2 separate regions of the Zea mays genome follow, and region 1 is linked to region 2. The links are chromatin contacts, called in public Hi-C maps. All regions are on one chromosome and are shown on one strand. Each heading gives the region's core, a stretch centred on a gene start, on an enhancer-like site or on the middle of the called end of the contact. The rest is flanking DNA. Distances are from core to core; before and after follow the strand shown. Region 1 holds the start of LOC103654128. Region 2 holds the start of LOC100193613.

Region 1 (2,700 bases), core at 174-2,673, 360 kb after region 2:
TCTGGCGCGGTGCGGAGACGTGAAGCTGACTGACGGGCAACGGATGCAATGGCTACTGTATATAGTATATTTGAGCATCGCATTTGCTGTAGTAGCCGACAGGCGCGTACAGTCACGGCGCCAGTCAAATCAGTTGCGAGCGAGCTGCCAGTCGGCCATGCCCCTGCAAATTGCAATGCATACCTGCCTGTCCGGCCGCTGTCACGCGTGGAGCTGCACTGCACTGCAGGGGCCGTCAGGTCAGGTGATGCGAGCGAGACCAAGCAGAAGCAGACACGACGCGTGCTATGCTATGCCTATGCTATGGTATTGTACGTACAAGCTAGCAATCAGGGTGTGTCATGTGTGTGTGTGTGGCTGGTCCAGCACAAGGCAGAATTATTATCAGTACGAGCACGAGCAGGGAACGAACAAGGCCGCTCCCGCTTGTAAAAATCTGCTTCCGGTTTGAGATGATGACCATATGGACGAGATTTGAGTTGAGCACAGCAGCAATAGCGGAAGTTTATCAAGTAGTAGTAACGCGCGCGTTCGATGCTCATCTTTTTGTACATCCATTTTCATCATCTCTGATAAAGAAGAAAGAGAGGAGAGGCGGAGAAGAATTAAGAAGACAGAAGATATAAGCAAAAAGAACAAGCTGACACGAGACGCCTAGCTACACGGCCGAGCGACCACCAGGAGGAACAGGAGCTGGGCTTCGAGCCTTCGACCATCACCGCTCGCCGGAACGAAAACGGACGGCGGGCGGGGCTCACGTCACGGATCTACCACCTACCTCTCTCTGGCCTCCGCCTACCGATTGGAGTCCGGGTTGGGGCCGCTGGGGACCTCGTGCTTGCCGTCCCGGAGCCCCTGCCCCGCGGAGTTCCACCTCCCGCGCGGCCGGGGCCGCCACGCCGCCGCGGCTGCCGGGCGCGGGAGGTCGCGGCGGCCCCACGGAGAAGACGCGGCGTGGAGCTCCTCCGTCTCGTCGCTGTCGTCCCCGTGCTGCCGAGCCGCCGGCGCGAGCAGCACGAGCACGGCGCAGAGGAAGGCGCACAGCAGGAGTAGGGCGAGGAGGAGCGGCGGCGGCGCGGCGGCGCGCGGCCCAGCTGTGGCGGCGCATTGAGCTCCTGCCATGAGCAGCGGGGGAGGAGCCGCGGGCGGGCGTCTTCAGTGGCTGCAGCAAGAGCCGCGGCCAACGCCCATGGGCCGAGCGAGAGTGCGGGTGCGGGAGAGAGCAGGGCAGCCAAGCAAGCAAGCCAGCTAGTAGAGCTGTGTGGGTGTTGGGTTGGGTATTCGTGGGAGGTGGGTGAGGTGAGGTGACCTCGTTTCACTTCACGCCGCTGCACTCCACTCGACACACACACAGTGACTGACTGTTAATGTCCCCGTGCCCGGTGATATTTGTGAGCAGGGAGGGGGGAGAGGCCCGGCCGGGACAGTCAAGCAAATAGAATGGCGACATATATTGAAAAGGACGTGAAAAAAAAAACCTTCTCTATCGTTCTGTTCTATGATAGTACTATACGAGCTACTGTAGAGGCTAGAGCATGCATGTATAAACAACGATCTTTGGAAAGGCTCGAGGAAGGATGGCAAGGAAGAAAGCTAACTAAGAGGCCGGGCAGACAGGCTTTTCCATGTCCATGGACAAGCACAGGCTGCCTCGTCGTGTCCCCAACGTGGCCAGTCGTCCCTTCACTTCACTTACCTCGTAGACTTTGCTTGGACAGTTCAATTTCAAGCACTCAAACTCCATTAGGAATATTAAACGCAGCACCAGACGGGGAAGAAGGAGCCAAGATAGGGGTGGTAATGGATCGTGATCCAAATGGTTCTTCACAAAATGTCAAGGCCCTAAATAAATTATAGTTCAAAAATGACTAGAAATAGAGCCTGATCCTAACCCGATTCGATCCTTAAATCTTATAGTGTAAAATTTATAGCCCATTATCAGCCCTAGCTACAGATGAATCAGCCTTTTGATCTGAGCAAGCCACCGGCCGAGCTAGGAACGAAGATGAATGTGGATGGCATCAATTTCGTGTTAATTAATTAATGTCGACGAAAGAAACTGTGTAACAACAAGAACTCCGTAGGTACTACAGTCCATTTTTGCTAAAGTAGCACTAGGAACTAGGTAGGAAGTAGGGCACCCACATCCCTGAGTTGTGGTTGTGGTCTAGTTTTGCCACTGGCTGGTTATGTATGTGTCCACGTTTGACGCTGCGAAGGAAAGGTCTCGGTCTCGGTCTCGCCGCCCGACTTTTCGAAGCGCCCGGGCGCGGCCATGAGCACGCAGCAAAGTATAGACTGCCAGAACAACTAAATTGAACAGCGCAATGAGCGATGCATGCATATATATATATATATAATTTTGACAGAGAAAACACATGCTGCAGTTGTATATGAAACTAGTTGGCATGGAGTAACGAGAAGACCAAGAACCCGGCCGTGATGAACCTGAACACCGGTTTCAGCCGGGCTTTACGGGGGGGCATCATCAGCACTCAGCAGCAGTCAAGGGCGCCTTGTTCTTGGAGCTCCAGTCCAGTGCCCTTTTTTTTGCTCTTTCCTTTCTGGACACTGCAGCTAGCCTGCAGTGTTGGCTCAGTCAGGGCTAGCTAGCTTTTGTGCGTGATACGCGCCTGCGCCGCGGCCGGCCCTTTCCACGAAAGAGCAGAAACACGCGCGTATGTTCAGTGCTGAGTGGAT
Region 2 (2,700 bases), core at 27-2,526:
AGCTCTAGATCAAAACTGCTAAGCTCCGCCGTTCACAGGACAGTCTATTTTACGGCACAGTTTTAAAACACAGTTTGCACGGTTTCAGAACACAGTTTCAAAACGAACACAAATTTAGAACACAGTCGGCAGACGCTAACACGCGATGGGATACGGCGAACACCGAGCAGCAGGTCTCTAAACTAAAACTTTGGCAGCACTCTTAACCAGTCAACAACAGATCACCAACCATTCGATTTCACACAAATGTAATCCTACTGCAAGTGCAACAGCCACCTTTAGAGGTGTTCATTAGCAAACGCTAGAAAAACTGCAAATGGCCATATTCATATCCAACCAATATGCCAATAGTTGAATCGCGTAAGAAGCAGACCAATATGCCACTAGTTGAAGAAACAATCAAATCGAACCAAAGTGGAGATCTTTACAAATTAATTCGAGATAATAACTAGGCAAACCAATTGTATATCATAGTTTCATTCAATAGGATGGGAGAGCAGGCGATTCGAGCTGTTGATTGGGAATCTAACCGAGCTGCTCACCTGCAGATTGGAATTGGATCGATGGATGGACCGCGGACGCCCGCACGCCGATTGGATCTCCTCCTCCTTGGGCGGCTGCTAACTGGGTTGGGATGGGACAGGAGCCTTCCTCGCCACAGCCGCCGTGCCGTGCTGCTCCTCTTCTCCGAGACGCTGGGAGCCCCGATTGGAGACGGGAGGCGGAGAGGTATGACGTGACGGAGTTTCGTCGTCGAACTCCACCGGCGCGCTGAACCTTCAGCTCGGCCTGCAGGAGGACGCTGGGAGCTTCGGCTGCGGCGGGGCAGGAGCCGGTCGTTAGGCCGAGCAAGCGGGTGCGGTCCGGATCACCGGGGGCGCTGGGGGAGGGCCGGGCGGCGGTGGGACTGCCAACGGAGGCGCGAGCTATCCGACGTGCCAGGTGGATGACTGCCGAGAGGATCTGACCAGCGCCCGCCGGTGGAGCTCGCCGAGCGTCGGTGGACCGCCGCTGGTGGAGGGAGAGCGCCGAGCACCGGTGGAGGAGAGCGACGTCGTCGTCGGTTTTGGTGGAGGGGACACAGAGGATAGAGAAGAGAGCGCCGTCCGGTTTGAGATGCCGGCGCTTTTGGTTGGAGGGGCAAAAGTGAGGGGGGTGGGTGTACCTGCCGCGGTGGACGCTCGTCGCCGGCGAAGGGTGCAGCAGAGCTGGGACCAGGAGTAGGGCGGCGGTGGCGGCGGTCGCCTGGCCGGCTGGCCCACGTGGATGCGAAAAACGGCTGGACGGGAAACGAAGATCAACAGCAAGCAGGTGTAATTTGTAAACACAGCACCATTGGGCTGGTTTTTCTATTTTTAAAATTTCTGGATGTGAGTGGACGTGAGTACGAGAGTGGTTCGTTCTTGCTCGGGTTTACTTTTATTTATTAGGGCTAGTTTTAAAACCTCCAGATTTTCAATTTTTTTAAAAATATAAATCCCTTAGAAAAATAGAGTTCTCAAACTAGTCCTTAAAAAACTATTTTACCTCCATCAAGACATCAATTGTCATAAAAGTTTTTTTTCTTCCTCAACTATAGAACCGGACTCTTTAGCCCATAATGTTGGCTCTCTAGATCAAAACGAGTTTAAGTGTGTGTTTGATCGAGGAGCAGAGAGGAATAGAACGGTTCCATTCTTATTTTTTTTAATGTTTGATTTCCAACGGAGTAGAGCTGAATGGTTTCTAGAGTCTATATATGGCAACTATTTGGGATGATCTCGCTCCACTAAAATGATCGGACGCGAGCGCTCTCCTCCCTCTTTTCCACTCCACACTCATATGGCTCTCCAACCAAATAATGAACGGAGCGACTCCGCTCTATTCTACTCTTCAACCAAATAAAAAATGAAGCGGTTCCGTCCTATTTGCCAAAAAACAGAATGAAATGCTCGATTCTTAGAAACTAGAATGGAGGCACTCTATCCAGTTGGCTCCTCAACCAAACGCACCATATGAGTTCTGTTTGATTTGTTGCCTTACTTGATATAGTTTCCCACGTCTAAGATTAAATATGTTTGACCGAATTAGGTCTATGTTTTGTTTGTAGCCATAGGTATGACAAGAAAAATTTGTTACGTATGTTACACTCGTCAACAACTTATAAAAACGTTGCAAGATTTTTTTTAGACATGCCAAGATGTCGCATAAAAATGAAATTAAGCGTCTAACCTTAAAAAGTGTGGCATAAAATATGGTGATATTATTTTTGGAAACATGTCCACAAATGCGAATATTATTTTTGTAAAAAAAAATGGTCCTACATGTAGCTGCAGCGGAGAGGATGTAGATGGACGGTATTGGTCGGGTCGTTGGGATAAACCCTTTCTGCGTTTTCATTTATACATTTTAATTCAAAAACAGATTCGAAATCAAAATTGTCGGAAACAAGACCAGACATAAGATATACGGAAAAACGAATTGATCCAAATAATGGTCGAAAATCGGAAAGATAGGACGATCTCAATGTAACAATATCATTGTAACATGTGGACGTCCTTTTGCATGTATTTGGGTGCTTCTATGCCGTGCCAATATAAATTGAGCTAGTTTAGCTAACTGGGAGCTTTGAGGGGAGTGAACTTTCCGCATGTATATGTGGCCGCACAGGTCCTATCATCGCCGTTGGAAACATTTTTGGCATGAAGATTCGTGCGGTGA

What was found. A called contact is a pair of places that touch in the nucleus more often than the background predicts.
Region 1: a Hi-C map of ear shows a contact between it and region 2, with 2.2 times the contacts expected there. The contact joins the promoter of LOC103654128 here to the promoter of LOC100193613 in region 2. A contact is called at or near these places in 4 of 25 Hi-C or Micro-C datasets (ear, endosperm, leaf and 1 more).

The regions. Positions count from the first base shown.
Region 1 is chr4:177,063,732-177,066,431 of Zm-B73-REFERENCE-NAM-5.0, forward strand. It overlaps LOC103654128, which reads right to left and starts at 1,424. Exons shown (of 1, transcript XM_020551909.2): 1 at 480-1,424. The coding sequence starts at 1,122. The coding sequence ends at 796.
Region 2 is chr4:176,703,319-176,706,018 of Zm-B73-REFERENCE-NAM-5.0, forward strand. It overlaps LOC100193613, which reads right to left and starts at 1,277. Exons shown (of 5, transcript NM_001138714.1): 1 at 543-1,277.